2 separate regions of the Ovis aries genome follow, and region 1 is linked to region 2. The links are chromatin contacts, called in public Hi-C maps. All regions are on one chromosome and are shown on one strand. Each heading gives the region's core, a stretch centred on a gene start, on an enhancer-like site or on the middle of the called end of the contact. The rest is flanking DNA. Distances are from core to core; before and after follow the strand shown. Region 1 holds the start of FMNL1 (formin like 1). Region 2 overlaps DCAKD (dephospho-CoA kinase domain containing).

What was found. A called contact is a pair of places that touch in the nucleus more often than the background predicts.
Region 1: a Hi-C map of tail adipose tissue shows a contact between it and region 2, with 3 times the contacts expected there. The contact joins the promoter of FMNL1 here to the enhancer-like site in region 2. A contact is called at or near these places in 7 of 16 Hi-C or Micro-C datasets (blood, hypothalamus, muscle and 3 more).

The regions. Positions count from the first base shown.
Region 1 is chr11:44,585,217-44,591,045 of ARS-UI_Ramb_v3.0, reverse strand. It overlaps FMNL1 (formin like 1), which reads right to left and starts at 2,629. Exons shown (of 29, transcript XM_042256107.2): 1 at 2,392-2,629. The region is part of intron 1 of LOC121820632 (a long non-coding RNA gene); the gene reads left to right.
Region 2 is chr11:44,458,759-44,465,341 of ARS-UI_Ramb_v3.0, reverse strand. DCAKD (dephospho-CoA kinase domain containing) reads left to right here. Exons shown (of 6, transcript XM_012186223.5): 4 at 1-141; 5 at 4,309-4,396. Among named protein-coding and RNA genes, the nearest start is that of DCAKD, 22 kb to the left of the region's middle. Within about 2 kb of position 4,636, at least 3 of the 54 cell types and tissues checked have an H3K27ac peak or open chromatin away from gene starts, as enhancers often do.

The DNA of each region.
Region 1 (5,829 bases), core at 1,380-3,879, 130 kb before region 2:
TCCAGTGTTCTTGCCTGGGGAATCCTGGGGACGGGGGAGCATGGTGGGCTGCCGTCTATGGGGTTGCACAGAGTTGGACACGACTGAAGTGACTTAGCAGCAGCAGCAGCAAGTAGAGAAAGCCCACCTGAAACAACAAAGACCCAGCACAACCAAAATTACATAAATAAATAAACAAACAAGCAGAACAGACCAGGAGAGAGAAGCAGAGAGGAGGAGAGACAGAAGACGTGGCTTTGATGTAAGGGTGAAAAAAAGTTCATGTTTGGGAAGCAGGTGATGGGGAGAAAGTGAATCACAACAAGGACAAAGATGAGGGAAGAGTTACAGACTGGGAGAGAAGAGTTCCGTTTGGGATTCCTGGAATCCGAGGGGCAGCCACTAGGCTGCTCCATACAAGGGTGTGGACCCTGGGCCATTCCTGCCTTCCTACATTGCTGAAGAAGAAAGGGGATGTAGAAGCCACACACAAGCTAAGGCGTGGCTTCTCTCAAGGGAGACTCTTCTCAGGGTGAGAACTGGGAGGCTGTCTCCACTGGGGTGTGGTGAGGCTACGACAAAGAACTTTGGATTTCCCCGGATAAACCACAGGTGCAAGGCTGACTCCCAGAGCAGCCAGCAGGGCCAACCAGCACTTCATTATTTGTGGATGAGGAGGATGGGCGGAGACTGAAAAAGCAGAGCCTAGGAGGTTTCAGGAAGGAGGGCCTGGGAGGAGGTCAAAAGGGCAAGGACTATGAAGATGACTGAGTTGGGCAATCGGGGTGTCCCTGGTGACCTTCAAATAGAATAATGCTTTCAACAGATGCTTTCAAGGGCAAGTTTGGCAGCAGGAGGGACAGAAGGGGAGAACAGAGAGTCAAAATCTAAGCCAGCTATCAGCAGACAGAAAACAGACGCATAATTAGTGATGCCATTCTTTTCTAAAAAATAATTTTATTTCTTTATTTTTGGTTGTGTTAGTCGAGGAAAGGAGAGGCTACTCTTCATTATGGTGCTCAAGATTCTCATTGCGGTGGCTTCTCTTGCAGTTCGTGGCCTCTAGAGCACAGGCTCAGTAATTGTGAATGAGCTTAGTTGCTCCTCCGCGCGTGGGATCCTCCTGGATCTGAACCCATGTCTTCTGCATTAGGCAGATTCTTTACCACAGATTCTTTACCTACTGGTCCCATTCTTAACTTGTGTTGAAAATCCGCTTCAACTTTTTATAGATATGGTGTTGTCCCTAAGTCACGTCCAGCTGTTTGTGACCCCATGGACTGTAGCCTGCCAGGCTTCTCCGTCCATGGGATTTCCTAAGCAAGAACACTGCAGTGAGTTGCCATTTCCTTTTCCAGGTGATCTTCCCCACCCAGGGATCAAACCCACATCTCCTGTGTCGCCTGCATTGGTAGGCGGATTCTTTTACCACTGAGCCACCAAGGAAGCCCTTTGCAGATAATCCATGGGTTAATCCTTGGAGCTTCAGGCTTTCCATGAACTTCTTAAAGTGGAGAATCCCACCTCAAGAACATAAAATATTACTTATGCAGTATTCCTTCCGGAGTTGTTTAGCCTGAATCTATTCATAAGAAAACACTAGACAAACCCCGAATGAGGACACTCAATTAAAAGAAGAAAAGGCAGTGGAGTCTACTCTGAAAAAATGTCATAAAAAAAAAAAAAAGACAAGGAATTGTTCCCGATTAAAGAAGCCTAAGAAACGTGACGATTAAATGCAATCTGTGATCTTGGTTTGGATTGTACACCGGGGGGGCGGAGGGGAATGCTCTAAAAGACCCTATGGAATCAACTGGCAAAACTGAAATATGGACAGTAAATTAGATGAAAGTATTGTTATCGATTTGAAATTTCCCAAAGTTGAAAAGAGTGTTTATGCAAGAGAATGTCCTTGTTCTTAGCAAATACCCACTAAAGTGTGTACGGGTAAATGGGGTAGGAGGGTTACTACTCTCCATTCAAGGAATAAACAAGTAAATAAATATTAAACATATATTTGATAAAGAATAAGAGAGCAAAGGGGACAAAATTTTAACATCTGGTGAATCTGTATAAGGGGTATATGGAGGATCTCTGCATCTTATTGGAACTCTTCTGTAAGCTTATAACTTTTTCCAAATAAAAAGTTTTAGAAAACGAAAGAACTCTACCCAAACCAGGAGCCTTGAAGTTATGATCCTTCTTCTCCCCTCTGTGCTGGACTTGGGCTGGCCCACGGCCGGCCCACAGAGGACCCTCGGCCGGCGTCCTGTGTGTGCAGGGCAGCATTAGGGGCGGGGACGGCGACCCGAAGGGACGAGGCCCGCCGCTGGGGGACACGCCTCGGCCCTCGACATTTTCTGACCCGACAGCTGGGGCGCTCGGTCGCCAATCCAGCCAGGAGTGACTCACCCGCTGGGCTCCCAGGGCGGAGGGGGAGCTCCGCCCCGCAGGGAGGGCCCCGGACAGCAGGTGCCGCTGTTGAGCCGGCGCTGGCAGAACCCTTCCAGGGGCTCAGGCGGGACCTGGAGAGGGTCATTCATGCGGTGTCTTCCAGAACGCAGCCCACTGGGGTCTGTAAGCAGCCTCGCACATCCTTGCTCCTCAAACACCCTTGCACGTCCCACTCCCGGGCCCTCAGCTTCCCCGCACCCCCTCCCCCACCTTGGATGTCCCTAGGCAACTCCCTTGGATGACGCCTGGTGGAGGAGGGGAGGGGATAAGCAGGAAAAGGCTTCAGTCCTTGGCCTTGGTGTCCGAGTAGCAAATTAATCCTCCCCTTTTCTCTGCTCCATCTCCCACTCCTCCTCCCCTCCCCCTTTCACTCCCCTCCTCTTAGAGCGGCCCCAGGGCTTTCAAAACTGACGCGCACACCCCTCAGCCCACCCCCAGCTGCCCTGGGCCTTTCTCCAGGAGTTGTTTTTCCTAGACTCCAGCTCCTTCGGCCGAGTCCAGGGATCAGGGTGGGGATGGAGAGGGGGTGACCGGGTGCTGAGGGGGTGGGGAGATGCCAATGAGTTTATTTTTTCCTGTGTGGAAAGGAGTTGCTCTCACAGCCCTTCTGCGTGGAGGGGGTTGGGGTGAAGGTAGGGGCGTCTTTCCCTGCCTGGGAGGTGAAGCTGGCCCTTTACTCCAGCTGTTCCCTGGCCTTCCCAGACTGGGGGTGAAAGGGGTTTAGAGAGGGATTGGTCCATCCCTCTGGCTGCAGGAAGGACCATTTAATTGCGTGAAGTTCTCTGTCTCCTGGGGGGATGGGAGGGAGGGAGGGGAATATACATATACTTATAGCTGATTCAGGTTGTTGTACAGCAGAAACTAACACCATATTGTAAAGCAATTATCCTCCAAATAAAAATAATAAATAAAATTTAAAATAAATAAATTTGAGCTCTTAAAAAAAAAGCTCTCTGAATCCTATGTGTTCACTAAGGCCTTCAACAGCTCTTCACTGAGCACCAGCTCTGTGCGAAGTACAAGGAGGCTTATCTAATCCCAGCACTTTAAATCCTCACTAGGAAAAGAATCCTAACTAGGACCACTAGAGACCAGCACTATTACTGTAAGTTGGCTTGTCCAGGGATCCACCTCAATCCAGTGGTCCTCTTATTCTTCCTGACACTCTCAGTGATCAGCTTTGGGGTCACCCTTGCACCTCACAAGATGTCTCAGTTACTGTAGTTGTCTTCATGGGCCCCCTCCCCCAAGAAACTGGGTTCCAGACCACTTGACTGACGACAGTGAGACCTGAGGGCTGTGCTCTAGTCCTCACTCTGTGTGGCCTTGAGGAAATTCCTTCATTTACTTATTTACCTGTTTATTTATTTGACTGAACTGGCTCTTAGTCATGGTATGCAGGATCTTTAGTTGAGGTATGTAAACTCTTAGCTGCAGTATGTGGGATCTAGTTCCCTGACCAGGGATTGAACCCAGCACCCCAGCATTAGGAGCACAGAGTCTTAGCCACTGGACCACCAAAGAAAGTGAAAGTGAAAGAGTGAAAGTCACTCAGTCGTGTCCGACTCTTTTCCACCCCATGGACTATATACAGTCTGGAATTCTCCAGGCCAGAATACTGGAGTGGGTAGCCTTTCCCTTCTCCAGGGGATCTTCCCAACCCAGGAATCGAACCCAGGTCTCCCACACTGCAGATGGATTCTTTACCAACAGAGCACAAGGGAAGTCCCTCTTTAATTTCTTAACACAGTAAATTTAGCTTAAAAAAAGGAAGCCCAGCCCCACCAGAAGGGCTAAAATTAAAAGAGCAGATACGGACCACTGGCCAAGGATGTGGAGCAAAGGGACTCATACTTGCTAGGGGTGGAAAACCATTTAGCAATTATGCTAATTATACGCATGCAACATGACTCAGCAATTCCGGGATCTGAGATACATACAGAGGAATGTGTGTGCATGGGCACTAAAAGATTTGTAGAACAATCTCCAGAGAAACCCTCATCATAATCCACCCCAAACAGGAAACAACCCAAATGTCCAGCAGCATCAGAATGAATTCCTGAATTCATGCATTTTAGGATATTTGTGCAGTGGAATACTATACAGGAGTGAAAAAGAATTAACACCTGCTCCTCATAGCAACATAGACAAATCTCACAGACATAATGTTGATGGAAAGAAACTGAGCACAAAAGAGGTACACACAGCAAGTTTGTTTTCACAGAACATCCTGAAACAGCTGAGTAGTACTCATCTACAGTAGAGGTCAGAGATGTGCCCTTGGTGATTAGAAGCGAGGCTCGAGGAGCTCTAGGGTGCTGGTAGTGTTCTGTTTCTTTATTGAGTATAGTTACACAGGTGTCTTTTACCTTGCAAGAATTCATTAAGCTGTACACTTATGATTTATGCACCTGTTTGTATAAATGTTATACTTCAATAAAAAGTATTGTTGTTGTTTTAGTCGATAAGTCGCCTCTGACTCTTTTGTGACCCCATCAACTAGCCCACCAGGCTCCCCTGTCCATGGGATTTCCCAGGCAGGAATACTGGAGTGGGTCGCCATTTCCTTCTCCAGGGGAACTTCCTGACTCAGGGATCAAACCCAAGTCTCCTGCACTGGCAGGCAGGTTCTTTCCACTGAGCCACCAGGGAAGCCCCAATAAAAATATACACAAAGATAAAAAAAAATTAAAAAGAAAAATATACACAAAGATAAAAAAGACAAATGAATTGAGCTACTTGTATCACATCAATAAATCTGAATACATTTTTTTTTTTTTTTTTTGCACAAAGACCATGTTTTGAAAAGATCTGGGTCATACGATTCATAGAAATTTTAAAAGTGCCTAAGACTGCAGTTTGTTTAAGCATACATACCCAGGTCACATGGGGCTTCTCAGGCGGTGCTGGTGGTAAAGAACCCACCTGCCAATGCAGGAGACAGAAAAGATTCGGGTTGAATCCCTGGGTTGGGAGGATCCCCGGGGGAGGGAATGGCAACCCACTCTGGTATTCTTGCCTGGAGCATCCCAGGGACAGAGGAGCCTGGTGGGCTACAGTCCATAGGGTTGTAAAGAGTTAGACACAACTGAAGCAACTTAGCACACACACACGCATGCACCCAGGTCACACAAATAACAGACATGCAAGAGATGATAAACCCCAAATGCAGAATAGAAGTTCCATTGTAGGGGGAGAGAGGGGCCTCGGGTATGCATAAGGGACTTCAACATTTATTCATTTATCTGGCTGTGCTGAGTCTTAGTTGCAGCACGCAGGATGTTCCATCTTCCTTGTAAGGTGCAGGCGGGATCTTTAGTTGAGGTATTTGAACTTCTTAGTCATGGCATGTGGGATCTGGTTCCCTAACCAAGGATCAAACCTGGGCCCCCTGCA
Region 2 (6,583 bases), core at 3,387-5,886:
TGGAGAACGGCGACATTGATCGCAAGGTCCTGGGCGACCTGATCTTTAACCAGCCCGACCGGCGGCACCTGCTCAACAGCATCACTCACCCCGAGATCTGCAAGGAAATGATGAAAGAGACCTTCAAGTACTTCCTCCGGGGTAAGTCCTGGACCTGGGACCAGGCAGGGCAGAGCCAGTTCCTCCAGGCACGAACCTTTCTGTGCAGAGAGATTGTCCATGGAGGGGGGAACCAGTTTTCATGCAGTCTGTCGAATTCACTCTGCTCATTGGCATCCCCTGTGCAGCCGGGTACCAGCCCCAGAAAGATGAAGTGATGTTCCTCAACTTTTAAGGGAGTGGACGGTTTAATGAGAAGAGGCACTTGAGGCTTTTGAGCCCTGAACTCCAGAAAGCTGATTTTTCTCGTAGGGGTGGGAGTAATAATAATGTTTTTGTCGTGGTTTAGTTACTAAGTCTTGTGTGACTCTTGTGACCCCATGGACTGTAGCCTATGAGGCTCCTCTGTCCATGGAATCCTGTAGGCAAGAATGCTGGAGCAGGTTGCCATTCCCTTCTCCAAGGGATCTTCCTGACAAAGGGATCAAACCAGCATCTCCTACACTGCAGGTGGATTCTTTCCTGCTGAGCCACCAGGGAACCTTCAGGGAATAATAATAGCGGACGAATAATGGAGTCATAAGACCAGAGTTTAAGTCCCAGCCCTCATGGTTTCCAGCTGCATGACTGTCAGAGTGAGCCCACCCCTCTGCCTGTTGCCTCCTCCTCAAAGTGAGGCTAATGATACCATCTCGAAAGTTCTTAGGGACTAAGAGTCCACACCGTGACTGTGGGTCACCAAGCAAATGTAAACCATGGTCAGAGTTGGTGCTAGTTGAGCTGCCTGGGAGAGTAAATTTGCAGGGTGGAAGGTAGGGAGGCTCCAGCATGGCCAGGGCTGGCAGGGGTGAATTCCAGTGGAGGATAATCCTTTAGGGCTGGGCCTCAGTAGAGAGAGCTAGCCGGGCATGTGCAGGGCCAGCCAAGTGATGGGGCAGGTCTGGAGGAGAGGAGCATATTTGTAAAGCAGGGTCTGTGGCAGCCTTTTTCCCAAGCCATACACTGCATTCCAAGCATGGTTCTTCAGGGCATCATGGGGTCGGGGTGGCCTGATCATTACTGTCCAGGATGGGGTCAGCCCCCAGGAGAAGGGGGAGAGCCCAGAGCGGTGGCTTGGGATCAGGCGACAGGCTGGCCCAGGGCCCTGCAGAGCTGCCTGCCAGCCTCTGGGACGTGGAGCCTCTAGCCCAAGCTCTGAGTTGAAGGCCTGCCTGCTTGTCTGCCATCAGTCACCAGTCACGAGGCTGAGACTTTGCTTCCTGGAGGCTATGAGGAGCCTTCATGTTTTTTTCTAGGCTTTTGCACTGTGATCATGGCCAAATTCTCTCATACATCAGGTTCTCATGTACAGAGTGGGGACCTTCCCCCTCGACCCCACCGCCCCGGCCAGTACCTCCCTGCAGAAGGAAACGGATGAATTGACAAACAGCCTTGACATTGATACTCCCTTCCCTGCCCCTGAGCCCTGGCCAGGCAGGAGCTAGTCTGGATTATCCTCCCTGCCAGACCAGCTTTTGCTCCCCATCTCCTTGTCACAGGCCTCTTTCCCCGCTGCCTCCCTCAAGGAGAGTCTCTGGACTCTTGCTGCCTTTGTCCTGCCTCTTGTGTCTGTGCCAGGACCCCTTCTGTCCTCCCCTGCACCTGCCCCTGTCCCTCAACCGGGAGTGGGGCCTTCTGCCTTTCATTCTTGCCCTTTCGAGATCTCTCCCAGGCCAGGTGTGAGTACGTACGTCTGCAGGGCTTCAGGGCGGCAGCAGCTCTCCCCTCATGAAATTACACATTAGATAATGTCACCTGCTCCAAAGTTCTCCCGCTGTGTCGTCTACCCAGCCTCCCCTCTCCCCAACCACCACCACTTAAATAAAAGCCAGAAAGCTCTTTTCAGCTCGATAAGGTGAAAAATGGGGACGGCAGCTGTGGCTTCCTCAGTCCCAGTTTTCCCCTGATGAGTATAACAAATACAACTGTCAGAGTTGGTATAATCAAACGTCAGATAAGATCACCAGCTGTTGGGAGGTCTCCGCGTAGGCAGACGGATGTCTTAATAGAGTCAGGATGGTTTGCAGAGCTTATCAAGCAGGAGCGATGTGACAGCTGAATAGCCCTTTGCCAGCGAACCAAAGAGCTGGCTGCAAGCTCCCGAGAGGGGCCGAGGAGAAAGGACAGGGATGGGAGAGAAAGGGATGGGAGCGGAGCAGAAAAGGGAGATAAAGGGCCCAGGGAGGATCTGGACTCAGCTCCTGCTCCGGGCTAGGGAGGAGCGGGGAGCCCGCGCTGCCAGCCTCCTTCCTCCAGGAACACTGGTAATGCTAGTAATAGCAGCTATCATCTGTGGAGCCTCAAGCGAGGGTCTGGGTGAGGGGGAGCTGAGTGGTTTACAAACTTTTGCTCTCGTAGGCCTTACCATCTTCCTGTGAGGTGGGTCATCCTTTCACCCACCGACATAGGTGAGGCTTGTTAATGGGGCTGAAGCGAGACAGCGGGGGCTGCCCACCAAGGCGCATCCCAGAGCCCGTTCCTCAACCCCAGCTTCACCTGAAGGTGTCTGTTGGGCTTCCTGAGCATCGAGCCCCGAGGAACAGGAAACCCAGAGGCTTGGGTCACCATGTCCCCTGTACCACCTGGAGTGCAGCTCCCCTGTGACGCCCCTGGGATGGTACCACATGTGGTTGGAAGTGTTCACGGGGCATCGTCCAAGCCAGGCATGAGTCTCTGGACCAGAGCCAGGGCCCAGCCCTTTCTCACTGCTCCTGGACCCGTGCCAGCTTGTTGACACTTACACAGTGGCCACTGGTGTCGAGAACTAGGAGCCCAAAGTGTCTCTGGGTGAGTAGCTTAGGGACGTGTGTGCTCACAGTCGGTGAGGGTGCTGCCCCCTGGACTGGCCTTGGCTTGTATTGGGTTGGCCAGAAAGTTCATTCAGGTTTTTTCATAGGATGTTGCAGGAAAACCCGAATGAACCTTTTGGCCAATGCAATAGGTGGGCTAGACAGTGTCTTTTACCCCGCGGGAGTTGGTTCTGTAGTATTAGTCATAACCACCCCACCACCTCCAGACCAGTACATGTACTCCCTGGCTGGAGCTCTATCTCTGATGCCACGAAGCAGCCTCTTTCCTTTGGGGCGGCTCCCGCTGCCCACGTATGAGTTTTTTGGAGAGAATCTATAGATAGCCTTGCAGGACTCTTCAGCAGGGAGCCAGGCTTGGACCTGGCTCCTGGGGGGAGAACCTCTTTTTTTTTTTATTTAATTTATTTATTTTTGGCTGTGCTGGTTCTTCATTGCTGCTTGCTCTGGGCATTCTCTAGTTGTGGTGTTCAGGCTTCCCACTGTGGTGGCTTCTCTTGTTGCAGAGCACAGCCTCTAGGGTGCGCGGGCTTCAGCAGTTGCAGCTCTTAAGCTCCAGAGCATGCGGTCAGTAGTCATGGCTTACTTGCCCCTCGGCATGTGGGATCTTCTGGGACCAGGAATCAAACCCACGTCCCCTGCATTGGCAGGCAGGTTCTTTACCACTGAGCCACCAGGGAAGCCCTTTTTGCTCTTTTTTTGAGGAAAGGTGGGTGAAATAGGGCAGAAAGGACCCAGCTACTCCCAGAAACTCTCTCCAGTCTCCTATAATTTGGCTGTGTCATCTCCCTTCAGAAGTGGCAACTCTCTGGGTTTCAGGTCAGGGGAACTCAACCCTTTGTGACCGCTTTGTCAGCTTCGCCTCACTCTGCTCCAGGCCTCTACTTCAGCCAGAGCCACTCCCATTCCTGGAACCCTCACCTCCGCCCTCCTCATTTTCAAGTCTCAGAGGTCCTACCTGCTTTTCAAGGCCACTACAAATTCCATCCCTTCTATAAGGTCTTCCTGGATCATCCATCCCAAAGTGACTTTCTGCACTATTCTGTCCTGAGCGGCACTGGAACCAGCTAGCATTCAGGTTATTGGAGAAGGAAATGGCAACCCACTCCAGTGTTCTTGCCTGGAGAATCCCAGGGACGGGGGAGCCTGGTGGGCTGCCGTCTATGGGGTCGCACAGAGTCGGACACGGCTAAAACGACTTAGCAGCAGCATTCAGGTTATGCCTTTCCTTAGAAGGTCTCCCTGCTCTGCCGGGGAGCTCCTGATGGTGGGGGACAATGGTTTTGGCTCGTTCCCACACTGAGCATGTAGTCCTGTGTGTGCTTACAGAATTGAGTTTGTGCATTTCCTGGCCTCTCCCCAGGATACCGCTACGTGATTCTGGACATCCCCCTGCTTTTTGAGACCAAGAAACTGCTCAAGTACATGAAGCACACGGTGGTGGTATACTGGTGAGTGTGTGGCACGGCCTGGCCTGACTGAGGCTGGAAAGGAGCACCCCCTGGGTGAGGCACGTGCCTGTGAAATGGCCGATCGCATTTTACCCTTTCCCCACGTGGTGACCAAGAGGCCCCGGGGGGTTGGGTAGCAGTGCCCAGAGCCTGTAGAAACTGACATCTATAGAGCCAGGCCCAGATATGCCTGGGGGTGGATGTGGGAAGTGATGGCCCCCAGGTGTCTCTCTAGTGCTTGGGAAGGGCTCCCCCTGCTGGCTTTTGGAGGCATTTCAGCCCAGATGCTGGGCCCTGCCCGGGGGGACCATGTTCTCTTCAGTGGTTTCCTTTTCCCTCCTGTAGTGCTTCTCAACTTTCCAAACAGCTCCCACATCAATTTACCTCTCAACATAAGGTAGTCAGGACAGGAGTTGATATTCCTGGGGCATAGGAAACTCAAGCCAGGAGTTACAGAATTTGTCTAGGGTCACCCACTGGCAATATGTATGAACTGAAAGTTGCAGAGAGGGAGCTGTCAGAACTCAGCTAAAAAAGGTGCTTTGTTCTCAGAATCCCTCAGGACTTGGAGCAGACTGGCATCCAGGTTTGGCAAACAAGAGGATCAAACTGTCAGAGAAAATGAGTCATAGTCCCAGTGGGGTGTGAGTGTAGATGAGGCTTCAGGGTGTCTCTGCCTTCCAGAAACTTCCGGGATGCCACCCACAGATACAGCAGACACAGAGGTGGGCCCTTGGCTCTGCAGGTATTTTGGGCACAGGGTGGCTCTCAAGAGACTAATGCAGGGGAGGCTCCTGGAACACCGGAGGCAGGGCCTGGAGTGCTCAGCGCTCCCATCACCCTGCCCTCCCAGCTCCTAGCCCTGGGCTGTCATTTAAAGGCAGCCTGAATCTACTGAGCCTGGAGCAGGGACTCAGGCCTCCTATTCTCTCCCCCGCTGGCCTGTGTCTACCCGTGTAAACCTGTAGCTTCTCTGGGTTCTTTGTTCCCTGTTTGGGAAAGACTGTCAACTGAGGCCAAGCAGACTCCATGAAGACAGAGTTCTCTTTGCCTTAGTTTTAATATAATTCCAAACTTTGTACCAAGGGATCGGGGGGGAAAAAAAAGAACCCCTCAGAGTATAATATTTAAGTGAAAGTGTCAGTTGCTCAGTCGTGTTTGACTCTTTGTGACTCCATGGACTGTACCCTGCCAGGCTTCTCTGTCCATGGAATTTTACAGGCAAGAATACTGGAGTGGGTTGCCATTCCCTCCTCCAGGGGATCTTCCCGACTCAGGGATTGAACCCAGGTCTCCTGCTTTGCAGGCATATTCTTTGTCCTGAGTAAACAAATTAGGACCTAGTTGCATCTGCAGTCACCAGGTGACTCAGGCCTACATTTCCACCTTCCTCCTCCTATGCTTTCCTTTTGCCAAGAGCAGAGATAGCTGTGGTTCCTGGCAGATAGATGGGGCTTTGTGGATTTGCCAGCTTCCCAGGAGATCCTCCAGCCCCACTCACTGGCCAGAGCCTTCCCAGCGTTCCGGGTACCATACATCCCCCACTGATATCACATGTGGTTATGACTCTTGAGAGATACCCAGGAGATAAATGAAGGATTATTTGTCTTTCATAAAAGGGATCTACACTCAACAAAAATAAGTCCATCCCCACATGGACTCCTTTAACTGGCAAACTACCCCTTGGGCATTTGAGCTAATATGGGGGATTTATCAAAGTGTGATTGTACCAAAACGTGATTATTCACTTTTTTGAGGAACTTGCCAATTGTGGGGTAAATATTTGGGCAAAAGTTCCCTTACCCCAAATAACATCAGTCCTTAAACTAACCACATGGGACTCTCTCTGAGCTCCAGGAAGGGCTGTCGGCGAGTTCTGCCTTCACATCCCCGGAGGCCCACTGGTCTCAGCCTTACCCTCTGAAGGATGAGTGCTCACTGGTGGCCCCAAGCCATCTCCATTCTCTCAGCCAGACTTTCCCAGCCACAGATCTGCAGAGTCCCTGACAAGGATTGCATATAGTCCTTGTTCTCAGCCAGGTGGGAACTGGCCCCATGACCTTGACAGCATGCTATCCTCCTAACAAAGGAAGTCAGAAGTCCTACCAACTTTTCGAGGCCAGTACAAACACCATCTTTATACAAGGTCTTCCTTGATTGGTCAGCCAGAAATGACTTTCTGCCACA